Linked DNA regions of Mus musculus: region 1 is linked to region 2. The links are chromatin contacts, called in public HiChIP or PLAC-seq maps. All regions are on one chromosome and are shown on one strand. The core of a region is the stretch at or near the end of the contact, and the rest is flanking DNA. Distances in the headings are between cores, read along the strand shown.

The links. HiChIP or PLAC-seq counts read pairs in DNA pulled down with a chosen protein or histone mark.
Region 1: a contact with region 2 is called in a FOXA1 HiChIP or PLAC-seq map of pancreatic cancer cells. The contact joins two enhancer-like sites. A contact is called at or near these places in 4 of 484 Hi-C or Micro-C datasets (brown adipocytes, embryonic fibroblasts, nephron progenitors and 1 more), 2 of 115 datasets of contacts at active chromatin or transcription factors (extraembryonic endoderm stem cells and pancreatic cancer cells) and 1 of 9 other capture datasets (embryonic stem cells).

The regions. Positions count from the first base shown.
Region 1 is chr13:98,237,639-98,244,464 of GRCm38.p6, reverse strand. No RefSeq gene overlaps it. Among named protein-coding and RNA genes, the nearest start is that of Utp15, 22 kb to the left of the region's middle. Within about 2 kb of position 4,299, at least 4 of the 459 cell types and tissues checked have an H3K27ac peak or open chromatin away from gene starts, as enhancers often do. A contact at or near this core is called in pancreatic cancer cells, where this site is marked.
Region 2 is chr13:97,975,415-97,981,731 of GRCm38.p6, reverse strand. It overlaps Arhgef28 (Rho guanine nucleotide exchange factor (GEF) 28), which reads left to right. Exons shown (of 36, transcript NM_012026.2): 14 at 318-360; 15 at 3,179-3,302; 16 at 3,569-3,701. Among named protein-coding and RNA genes, the nearest start is that of Gm34388, 85 kb to the right of the region's middle. Within about 2 kb of position 4,876, at least 38 of the 459 cell types and tissues checked have an H3K27ac peak or open chromatin away from gene starts, as enhancers often do. A contact at or near this core is called in pancreatic cancer cells, where this site is marked.

The DNA of each region.
Region 1 (6,826 bases), core at 3,050-5,549, 260 kb before region 2:
ATTCTAAGTATTACCATTTCGTTTAACTCATAGGGAGAAACTAAATTCTCCAGGCCTCAGGGGAGCTGGGGACTTCCCTGTAGCTGAACATCTCTTGTAAGCAGTTGTCCGAGTTCAGCCGTCTCAGGGACAACTTCTCCATCTTGCTGGCGGTGTTAAACAAGGTCACGTTCCCAGTCCTAGGCATGAACACCTACCCCAAACACCTTCTCCAAACGTTTTCTTAGTTGTCTGTTAACAGGTAAAGAATATAGAAATGGCTGTTACCTAAACTAAGGTGCATAAGTTATAAAAATGTATACCCAATTGCCCCTTATGCCCTAATTAATCAACTACACACAGCTGATCCACTCCTTTGCCCCCCCCCCCCCCCCCCACACACACACACTTAACACTCTGGGCCCGAGAAGATCCTGGGGCCATCTGGTTCTCAGGCTCTCAGGTTCTCAGACACTGCTGGGAGCCAAGGAAAAGCTGAGAATGGAGTGGGGGGCTGGAGGGCTGGATCTACCCTGGGGTGGGGCTGGGGGCTGGGAGGAGGAGGAAAGAGCTCCGACTAGTCCTGCAGAGAGAGTCCTTGCCTTGATAGTGGCGGGCTTGAACTTGGCTTTGTGGCAGTCATGGTTGGGAGAGAGGCCTTCTATGGGAGATTAGACAGTGGTTCTGTAGTGTAGGCAAAGGTCTTCTCCGTGGCTCCCCACAGCAGATCCCGGTGAAAAGAGGCAGTCCGTGGTTTTAAAGCATTTCATGTCATGGCAGAAAATGGATGTGTAAAACCATACCCTGCTTCTCAGGGTGGGCCTGAGGTTAAATACCTTTTGCAGGGAGGAATGCCTGGGAAGGAAAGCTGGTTGGCTAAGCCCTCCAGGCCTTTAGATACCTCTTTAAAATAGAGATCCGTCCTGAGCTTACATGACCACAGGTCATGTCCTCTACATGTGGAGGGGTTTGGGGCATTGCCTTTATGTGACTGATGGCCACAAATCTGGGGGTGGTGGTGGTGGTGGTGGTGTGGGGTGGGGGGCTGTGGCTAGTGACAGGGGCCTGGTGCCTGGAAACAGGCAAAGCTCCTACCATCCCTTTCAGGGTCTCTGGGGCTTCTAGCCTTAGCTCAACCAGGGACCACACTACCTCTCACAGTCTCACACACCATGACCAAGGCAACTCTAATAAAAGATAGTATTTAATGGAGGGGCCTGTAGTTTCCGAGGTTTCGTCTATTATGGAATGGCAGCATGCAGGCAGGCAGGTGCTGGAGAAGTAGCTGAGAGCTACATCCTGATCCCTGGGCAGAGAGAGTAACACTGGGCCTTGTGTGGGAGTTTGAAACCTCAAAGCTCACCCCCCAGTGACACACTCCTTCCAACGAAGCCACACCTTCTAATCCTCATCAAATAGTGCCATATGGGACATATGGGAGTCACTGTTGTTCAAACCTCCGCGTTAGAAGTGCTTGCTTACTTTGTGGCTGGATAGAAATCAGGTAACTAATTGCACAGTACAAGGTTCTTTCAATGGGATGCAAACCCACAGTGAATCTAACCAGGATTCATTTGTTTCCATTCCCTCAAGCTTCTCACTGAAGCACTTCTGCCCTCACTCTGCCCATATGTAGGGTCTCTACACAGATTTTCCCCAACGTGTCTGAGAAATACAATGTATCATGAAGTCTTCATTGTTTAAAATGTAACGGCACAGATGTGTTTCTAGATCTTTCCTCACAGGGTTGCCTTTTTAACAAAATATACTCAAAGCAAACATTTCCTGGTAACATAAAAGGGAAAACATACAGGTAAAGAAAAATCTCTCTTCCAGGTAGAGACTTGTCTTATGCTTCCAAAGGGGCACAGAGCTCCCGATTCATATCTTGTATGAGACTGCCGAGCCTCAGAAATACCATGATCTGCTCTCTCCTGCATCATGAAGAACCAGAAAGGTTGGTGTGGACTCCAGACTGAATCTGGAAGAGGGTATGTGCTACAGGGGACTCGAGTCTATTTCTCCACATCTGGGTGCTGGAGAACCAGGGACTTTAATGCCCAGGGAGGAGGATGAGAAACTGCCTTTTCCAGTATCTTTTCTTTCTTTCAAGGCAGATTTTCCTAACTAGGTCAACTGATTGAAATGCGAATGTTTCAGAGAACCCTGCAGACACACCTGTGCTAGTGCTGTACCAGTTATCTGGGTTTCCTTTAGAGCAGTCAGGTTGACATCTCATCTTAAACACAACAGAGCAAGTACCTGTTTCCTATGTATCGAACTGTCAATGGAGCTGGAAAGCTGGTGCACACAAGGATTGATTTAATATAGGGAACTAGGGCTTTCTGACAGCATCAAGGAGTTGGAATGGAGCCACTGCTCAAGAGCACAGCCCCAGAAAGCAGAAGGCCGTGACTTTCACCATCTGCAAGCTAGAGACTAGACCTTGGTTGGCTTAGTCACTGTCACCTCTCAGTTCCCATCTCCTGTCTGTGGACAATAACAAGCAGAAAGCTGGCTTTTCCTTACCCCTGCCTTCCTAGTCAGGTGTCAGCACGCGGTATTAATGTTCTCATAACAAATTACCTAACAAAGGCAAGGGGTCTATTTTAGTCAGTGGTGTAAGGGAACAATCCATCAGGGCAAGGGAGACACAATGGAGAGAGTGTCTCTAGTCATGATAGCAGGAGTGTGAGGAAGATGCTCACACAGGTCCACAGTCAGAAATCACAGAGATGCATGCTGGGGCTCAAATGCCCCGCCCCCTTTGCAATTTAGTCCTGGACTCCAGCCCACGGGATGGTGCAACCACATTCAGGGTGGCTCTTCTCTCCTCTGTTAAACCTCATTAAACAGAGACACGTCTAGAGGCCTCTCTCCCAGGTGATTCCAAGTCCGTACCTGTGATTAACCATCACATCCATCTCATCTAGGAGGCCAGTTTTCATCCGGGACATTATTTGCAAAGGTTTCTGGGAAATGTGGTTTTAAATACGAAGCTCTGCAATTCTGGAGACATTCTAGCATCCAGACAGAGGGTTCAGAAGCCAATAAGTACAATATTCTTCCCCCTGTAGTTGGCACATCTTTAAACACAGTTGTATGTGTTTAGCTCGCTTCTAAACAGATGGGGGCATGCAGCACACAGTTGTGCATTCCAGTTGTGCATTCCAGCTGTGCATTCCAGTTTTCCATTTAGGCTGCACTGAGACTGGGGATACCTCCGTGCCTGTGGCTCTACCCCATTCTTTCCTAGGCTGTGTCCCACATCACTGTACAGCGGTACCACAATCACTGCAACCAGTCCCCTGCAGATGGGCATTCTGACGCCTTTCAGAATTCTACATCTACAATCAATTATAACCTGGATTTCGGGTTTTTGTATGTACAAGCAATTGTACACCTAGCAGTGCTTTCTATAGCTTTGGTACATTTGAAGAGTGAGTATTATCACCATGGATCCTGGAGAACGAGTCTTTTCTCTCACTGCAGGGTCTGTGCCTGGTTACCCCTTGTCCCTGAAGCTCCTTCATCCAAGGAAATATCAGTTTTCCTGAAACACACACACACACTGTTTAATATTTCACAGAGCACTGGGTATCTAGATAGAGCAGGTAATACTGGTATCTAGTTCTGCACACAATGACACTTGGGTGACAGTTTAGGTGATGTGTCCAAAGTCATACACTTAGTTAGTGGCAAATTTGGATTTGAGCTCAAGTCTCCAGTTTAAAAGGTGCACGTTTCCGAGCAGAGCAGTGCACAAAATAATGTTTTGTGTTGTATAAATACAGAGAATGGTCTTGTTCACTTTTGTATTCTTAACTTTTTGCCTAATACATCTCTGGTGCTTACTGACCATGGACTGAGTAAATGGTCACTTGGTGCTGCCTTGCAGAGAAACATTGTATTTAGAGTTTATAATGTAACACGGAGATAGCTTTCATTTCTCGATGAGATCCAACTCAAATAGAAAACCTTTCTGGAAGTTGTTAATCAGGAGACATTGAAATGGTGCCGCAACTCACTATTGGTCCACAAGAGGGCGGTGTTAGAAAAGCGTGAGAAACCGGCCTCTGCGCCTTCTCTGAAGTTCTCAGAAGGAACGCAAACAAGCCTTTTGCTTATTGCTATGCTAACCAAGTAGATTTAAAGAATAGATGTAGTTATTAGTAGATTATAACCAGAAATAGGGAAACAAATCTAACCAAGGCTCTATTTTAAAAGATGAAGCTTCTCAACCACGTGGAATAATGGGAAGAGCATGCGCTGGCTAACCTTGGGAAAGCACAGGCTTGGCTTGCACATCTGCCAGATGGGGCAAACATGGCGTCCCCTGAAGGCTTGCTGGGAGAAAGGCTATGGTGACACAGAAAACACTATGGTGACACAGAAAACGCCACTGTTTTTTCTTTTGGTTTTCTTTTCTTTTTGGTTTATTTGAGTTTCTTCTTAGCTTATCTAATTACTAACATTGGTTCATTTAGGTAAGAATTATGTTCAAGTTTTCTTTTATATATATTATATACTACACACACATATATATATTATATTGGTGTGGGTGTGTATGTGTGTGCGCGTGCATGCACTGTATGTATACTGAGTCATCACAGGTGCTAGGTAAGGACTCTAACACTGAGTTTATTTACCCAGCTCTTAAGGATATTTTCTGAGTAAATGAGGTATACAAAGTGGTAAAATAGGTGTATAACTGACTTGAGATCAACTGAAGTAAGAAGAGAGTACCTGGTATGGTTTGCAGTCTATACAAATGAGAAGAAAGCAAGAGGGTGGTTCCCCCTAGCTCACTGGTGCTACACTAGGAAATTTGATGGCATTTGTCTCTGTTACTTTTCTCAACACTCCTACCTGAGTGAAGGAGTGTACGAGAGTCAGGAAGAACTTATTTTGGCTCGTGATTTCAGAGCGTACACTCTGCCATGGCAGGGAAGGCATAGGGGTCACAGACAGATCTGCCCATGATGGCTGCGGAGTGTGCAGGAGTCGTCACGTCATGACCAGCCAGGACACAGAGACCGTGAGCCTGGAATCGGAGGCAGAGCCTTCAAGACCCACCCAGTGAGCCACTTCCACCAGCTAGGACCCCTACACCAAAAGTTCCATAACCTCATTCTTGGCTTACAGACTCCTCCCAGAGAACTAGCAGCAGTTATGTCATCACATGCCACCGTTGCTACCTGTGCCGCTGCCGGGTGCAGGTGGCCTGGCAGTGTACAAGAGGACGTTTCGCTATCCCAGCCCCTCTCCCCTCCCCTCACCTCTCCTCTCCCCTCCTCTCTCTTCCCTCTTTCTTCTCTCCCCCTCCTTCTCACTCTCACTCTTTTTTTCTCTCTCTGTTCCCCACGAGAGCCGGCCTCTCTCTCTTTCTATCCTTTATTCCTGCTTTCTCTGTCCTCGTGGCTCTGTCTGCATCTACCCCTTTTCCCTCCCTTCCCCGACATAAACCTCTCATACCAGGCATGGTTTTTCAGGGGACAGCTTTGCACAGGCCTGCTAGGTACCTGCCGCCTTACCCTTACCTTGCAGCCATCACCACATTATATTTCATGATACTTATAAAGCCGGGTCAGGAGCTGAGGACCAGGTGTCAAAATACATGAGCCTCTGAGGGATGGCCCGGATTCAAACCATAACAATGTTGTCATCTTCAAACATTTATTAATTCAGATTTTCCCTATTCAAATGAATCGTATTAGCTTGGTGTATATGATCGTTTTATTGTCCAAAAGGTTAAGAGCATAAGCTATGCTAATTTAATGAGTTTGGCAAATTCCTATAAATATTGCTGTAAGGCATTGTCTTTTCTACACAATGTTTCGGATTATCACACAAAGCAATGGGTTGTATCATGGTGTCTTCATGCACATGCTGATATCCTTTGTTCCCCTCCCTGCCTCTGTTTCCCCAGTTAGTCCCTGCTTCTTCTATTTGCTTATATTCTGTTTTTTTTTTTTAATAAAATTCCAATTGTTCAATTTTACTACTGAAGACTTGGGAGCCAGATGCTGGGGTGAAAGCCTGCTAGCTCAGGGAGGCAGAGAAAGCACCCAGCTGACCTTCCTCCTCGGCTGATGTCCCAGAAGGAATGCCCTCTCTCACACACACACGCATGCACACACACATGCATGCACACACACAGGCATACACACAGACACATGTGCACACACACATGCATGCAAACACACAAGTGCTACAGCATGTGTGTGGAGGTCAGAGGACAACTTGTGGGAGTTGGTTCACTCCTTCTACCATGTGAATTCTTAGGATTAAGCAACTACTTTAACAAGGCCACATCTACTCTAACAGAGCCACACCATCTAATAGTGCCACTCCCTGGACCAAGTATATAGGAACCACGACAGTTAGCAAATGCATTTAATAAAGTTTTTTCCACATCTTTAATGGCTTGCTACCCCTTTTTAGTTTTTATTGCTCACTAATGTTTTATTGTATGAATGTGCCACTGCTAATGTGCGTAGGTTATCTTGCTTCCTGGCAATCGTGCCTGTCTTAGATCTGAGTATTGTGCTAATGAATTATTTAACCCTTTCAAGACTCATGCCATTTGGACAGATCTAGAACTTAAAGGAGAAAATGTCCATCATTCGTTCCTAAAGTCAGCCAAATAAAGACAAGCATGGCAAACATGTTTGTTCCCAGGTTGCACTTTTTTTTCCCATGCATTTGCAAACCCTGTTGGTGTGTGTATTCCAGATCTCCACCTTTCTGGCTCTGAATTGGCCTTACGCCTTGGGTCTCTCACTTCCGGTATGTCCACTTGGCTGAGGTCAGGAGGAGGCATGCAATTTGACTTATTCCATAGAAT
Region 2 (6,317 bases), core at 3,627-6,126:
AATGAATTATCTGTACTGCTTGCAAACTGTCAGCTTCCCTTTGTTGATGCTAACACATCCCTGAAGTCATTGAGCTGACCTCTCCCCCTCCCCCACCCCCTCCACCCCCACCCCCTCCCCCTCCCCCACTCCCCACCCCCCAAGCCAGGGCAAGCAATGAAGCTTTACATTTAGATCCGTTTTCTTGTTTTTTTTTCCTTCTAACTGAAAATGTATAAAATAATAAGTATTTCAGACTAACAAGTAACCGCAGCTTCTCTTTGTTTTTTTCTTTTCAATTTTTTTTTGTCTTTTTTTGTCTTCTGTCTGTCTTACAGAACAGAGATCATATAGTTTCCAGGAGCCACCAGGAGAAAAAAGGTATGTTGAGGGTTCTCACTTCTGCAGGGTTTGGAAATGTCTATACATCACGTTTTCCTCTGTGCCCATAAGTTGGTGAGCGATTTTTGTGTAGTAAGCTGCCCAAGACCCATTTTTCTCTCTCTGTATTTCGTGTAGTCATACAAATGACTGTTTTCCATCCTCAGGGGTAACGGCCGCAGGGTTGGGGGCAGGAGGGTTCCATTTTAGGTACACTGACAGTTTACAAACAGTTCAGATTTGACCATTTTGAGAGGCTGTGAGGACCACCAGCCTCAGACGTGGCATAATTTCTCTAGATCTATTCTACCACAAAAAGACTCTCTCCAGGAGCAGTTCCCTAAGTGGTGGTATACAAAGCCCGTAATCACACCTGCCCTTGCCCTCTGGATTTCTGCTTCGCTGTGTGAGGCTTGATGTAGGAGCTCCCTTCAGCACTGCCAGCTTCTGATTACTGTGTAGATCTGAGGCTTGAAGTTTAAGCTGTTGTGTATCTTAGAATGTAAAACGGGTACCACAGCCAAGCTTGCGAAGAGACCATGCTACAAGTGGGATGGCCAAGCTCTGTTTGTTGACCTTGGGACCTCAGCTGGCATAAATCACCCATGGAAGTAACCCTGGGGTTATTGCAGAACAAGCGACAGAAATGGCATTATGACAAAGATAATGATGATGCTGGTGACAGATGAGGCGTAGTTACTGACAGTCATTGGGTGATTGTACATGCCTCGTGCTGTTTTAAGTAGTTTATATTTAAGCAGTCTATTCTGGACACTCACTTGATAACCATCTTGGTTGCCGATTCACTGTCTTTGGAATTCTGCCTTTCTAACAATTGTAGTAATAGTGGACTGATTATTAAGAATTTTTTTTATTACAAATATTTTTTTGCTAGGAGGTTGTAAGAGAAGAAGAGCCAGTGTAACACTTGGTCAAGCCACATACAGTAATGTCACCTGCATGGGGTGTGTGGGAAATCTTACTCATGGTCACATCTGCTTCTCTCTCTCTCTCTCTCTCTCTCTCTCTCTCTCTCTCTCTCTCTCTCCTTTCACCTGTGCTCTTAGAGGACCTAGGAGGGCAGAGGGCAGATTTTTTTTCTCCTTGACACTATTACTGGTGTCTTATCAGATGCTCCAAGAAACTCCTTAGCCACATTGATGCTTTACCTTGGCCATGGTGTAGGTAATTATTAAAGGAGCTGCTTTCTTTGGGATTCTCTTATTTAGACTAATCAGTTTTTGAAAAAAAAAAAAAAAAAAAAAAAAAAAAGGACACATGAAAGGGACTTATCCCAGACCTTGTAGGCTCACTGCAACAGACAAGCCACTTTCCCAGTTTCCTGATGCTTATATAGTACAAATCACCATTATAACAACTGTCCATTTTAAATTAATACATTCTAATTAAATTATCTTTAAATCATCTAAACATCTAAGCATTAAAGAAAGTGCTACTAAATTGGTCCTCCCTTTGCATAGTGGGAATTGACTTTAATACTAGAAATCAATTCACTGAAAATAATAGGTTATCAGCAAAATTGATTAAAGTTAAGATCTAAAGATCCATATTCCTAACACATTTGAAATACGTGTGTACCTATTGAAAACAGTGTCAGGAGAGTTTCTAAAGAATAGGGTTTATACGATTTTATGGTGAGCAGTTTTACCAACCTCATGCCAGAAATTGGACATTTTTTGTTTGGGGATGTTGAAAAGAACCTTTTCTGACTTTTATAAATTTAAAAGTTACTTAAGCTCAGTTCCTTCTTATCCAAAGCAGCTGAGTGCTGGAGGAACACCGCGCAGTCAAATTTGGTTAAAATACAGAATGAAACCATCTGCATTTGCACACAGAGGCAGCACTGTTCCCATAATGCAACAGTGGCTCAGGCCTGTGCTAGCCACTGTTCCACCAGGTCCACCAGGTCCGGTGGGTTCTAGCTCCTTAATATAGCGTTGATTTGTTAGCACTTAGGTTTAAGTCTCTGCTGCTCTGGGATTAAGGATGGCACAGTTTAATAGCATTCTGAAGAACATGGTATAGTACAGCCAACCTAACAGATTTTTAATAAAAACTAGTAGTTCCTTGATAAAGTCTTCTGTGTTGTGGAGAATCGAAGTAGAGTTGAGTAGCCAGGAGTTAATTTTTGTTTTATTTGAGATGGTTCAGTCTGTTCCTTCTAGGAATGGCTACACGGACTAGGGGAAGGCAGAGTGATCATGGCCTAGTTACTCCAGCGAGCAGCCTGGGTAGCCTTGACTCCTCTATGACCTACAGTCTCAAGTTGCAAACCACCTGGCTGAGTGAGTGGGACAGGCGGAACCCACAAACGCATAGTCTGTTTCTCAACTGGTAGCGACCAGAAACGCCTATCTATTGCAAACCATCACTGTTCCCAAGATAAATAGAGTCTGCTTCCTCGCCTTCAGTTATCCTGCTTCCCTGTCCCAGGAGATTTCTGTTGGCGTGCTAAACAGGTGGATGAGTGTTTTCAGGGTGAGGTTATGAGAGTATATTTCCCAAGCATTTCTGTATAATTTTCAGGAATATAGCAAAGTTGAAACAAGTATGTGACGACTGCGCGTTCTATTAGATTCTGTAGTTGTCATCATTGCTCTATCAAATCTAGCCCCCAGTTCATCCATCTGTGTGATTCATTTTTACTTAAGAAGCTGCTGTTTTTCTCTTTAGAACCATTTCAACCTAAAGCAAAATGGAATTGCGCTTATATAGGTGTACGTAGAGACATAACGCTCTTCTCGTCCTTTGTCCCCCTCAGTCCTGTAAAGCCAGTCACAGGGTCCTTTCTTTGTAGGATTCAGGAAGAAGAATGGGATGAATACGTCATTCCTGCCAAATCCGAGTCTGAAAAGTACAAAGTGAGCCGAACTTTCAGCTTCCTCATGAACAGGATGACCAGCCCACGGAACAAATCTAAGGTAACTGAGTGTCTGTGCCTATCTGCTGTAGAGTGTAGGAGGCTTCCGTCCTCAGCAGCTAGAGGCATTCCTGTATGTGTTCCCCTTCCATCTCCCGCCTCTGACTGTACATGCCCCTTCTTACGGATTCTTGTCAGCTCGTTAGGATTGTTAAAGCCCGTGCATGGGTCAGCTCACATGGATGCCAGGGCTCTGTAAGAGTGTTAGATGGTGACTGTTTTCTATGTTTCCTCCTACTTTTTCTATCATGACTGCTGCCTCTGAAGATGAAAAACAAGGACACTAAAGAAAAAGAAAAAATGAATCGACATCAGTTTGTCCCGGGAACGTTCTCCGGGGTTCTGCAGTGCTCCGGTTGTGATAAAACACTCCTGGGGAAAGAGTCACTCCAGTGTGCCAGTAAGTCCCATGTGTGATGTGTTCTCTGTCTGTCCTGAAAGCTCCCAAGGGTAAAACCACTGCTCAGCAGGTTTGCACAGACCTACTCGTGAGGGCCTCACATATCACAGAGCTATTTGCCTTGCAGTGGTCAGTACTGGTCATTCGGTACTTGTGTCCAGTCGATGACTTTCTTAAGTCTAAGCCTGTTACCTCATTGTCTGCTGGACGTCTCCACTTGAATATTTCACATCTTTTGAATGTTACTTGCTGGAAACTGAGATCTTATCCCATCTCGGTGCTTGCTGGCAAGCCGATCCACCCATAGCCCCAGACAGACACTTGTCACAAGACTTCAGAGGATTTGTTTATGACGCCTTTTCTCTTGCATGCTGGTCCTTTAGCAACTCTCTTCACTCGGTTTCCAACGTGTATCTCAAACCCACCTACTTGTCACCCATCACTGCCCTCACTCACCTGAAGCCACCACTAAAATTGGTCCACTTATGTTGGTTTTCTGTGGCTGTGATAAACTCCAATGACCAGGACCAGCAGGCTGTTTTTCAACGACGGGTTCCTAAGAGGAAGGACCAGGGGATCCGAAAACAAAGGAGACAGGAAAGCTTGAAAATCGGGAGGTCTTACATAAGCGCTGTCTGATGCCAAGCAACTTTCTTAAGAAATACATCATCTTAGGTACAGTTCGCAGGGGAGAAATGAAACAGAGTCAGCAGAAAGCTATCATACTGTGGTTAGAAACCAGCAGGAAGCTAATCAAGCATTGTTGCATAATGGGAACACGGGATATTTCAAAGGCATCAAAGACAGAGTATGCAAAGTCCCGGGAATCAATAACCACAGCCCGAAAAGAAGGGGAAAATGAGTCCTTAGGATCCAGAAAACTGCAGTGTCCCTAAGGTCTTGCCTCAAGCTACTCCTGGACTTGCCAAGTATGTACCTGGTTTTAGAGCAGGGACTAAGTTCCTCCTCTATATATCAGGGCCTTAGGGAAAGTCCTGGACCAGCCTGGCCCTCAGCAACACACCATACCAAAAGTACCTAGAAAAGGAAGGGTTTATTTACTTGACACACCCTGTTCACAGTCCATCACTGAGGAAAGCCAAGACAGGCGCTGAGGCAGGGTCAGAGCCCATGGAAGAATACTGTTACTGGCTTGAACTCTGTGGCTCACTTGCCTTGCTTATTGTAAAACCCAGGACCTCCTATCCAGTGGCAGCACCGCCCATAGTGGGCTGGGCCAGGCCACATGAATCATTAACTACAAAAATACTTAGAAGCCAATGTGGTGAAGGCATTTTTCCAGTGGAAGTTCCCTCTTCCCAGATGACTTTAGCTTGAGTCAAATTGACAAAGAACTAACCAGGACACAAGGGCTCCTCTCCTCTTGCTTCCTTGGCTGGTCACATCGCCTTCTTTACCATTCTTCTCACAAGCCAGAATACTCCTGTCCTAGCACCTTCTGTCTTTGAGGCTCTTCCTTCAGTAAGCTCTGTAGATCATCAGTAACACCACCCTGTACCTGGCTTGCCATTTCCTTATCACTGAGTCCCCGGCCCTGTTATTTACCACCATGTGTGTTATGGCATATTTCCATTCACTGTAAGTTCTGGAAGGAGAAAGGGGGGGCATAGTAATTTTTCACAGCCCCTACACGAGCCAACGCAAAGCTGATCCTTAATACTTATGTTTAATTAATGAGTCCTAAGGTAAACTGATGTGCAAGCAAGACCTGCTCCACTTGAGTCCACTAAGTGGGTGTTGATGGCATTGTGGTCGAAGCTAGAAATTGCCAAAAGTGCTGTAGACATGCTCAGCTGTCAAACCAGATATTACTTAAAAAAATAGCTGTATGAAGACTTACAGAAAATATTCGGATTATATTATATATATAATATAACTTGGATTACTATCACATTTTGACGTTGAGTAGTAGATGATGACATGGGCATGAATGAAAACTTAAGTTGTCTCAAACTTTTCCACCTCCAAAAGCTTTGCTGTTAATTTATCATTTTATTAGCATTTAACATTGTTCAAGCTAATGGGTTTTTCTGATGACACTCCGTACATGCATGTAATATACCTTCAGCATCTTTAATTCCCCACTGTCATCTCCTGCTGCCCCCTGTTCCCCTCCCCCACTTCCAAGCCCCTCTCTACTCTCGTGCATCGTCTCTGTTGTTTTCCTTTCTCTTTAATTATTATTTTTACAATGATTCATGTAAATATACAGATAAATATACAGATACTGCCTGAGTCCATCTAATGTTGCTCTTGTGTTGCGGGTTGAGCGTGCCGCATTGGGTAGCCACTTAGAGGGCTCATCCCTGGGCATGTGTGAGTCCCCCCTTCTCTCAGCAGCCACTAATTACTTATAGTCTCTTCTAACCCCAAAACATTGCATCAGCCTTTAATCTAAGATTGCATCTGATGATATTATCAAGAGTATTTAGTTATTCCTCCTGGTTTACTCACTTCTTCTTTTATAGTTTCACAACATAAATGAACATTTGTTCTCACACGGATCTGTCTACATTGCTGATTAGTCCCTTAGATTAAATTCTACAACCAGGTTGTGAGTTGAAGTGTACACTAGCTGCTTCTCTTTATACAACA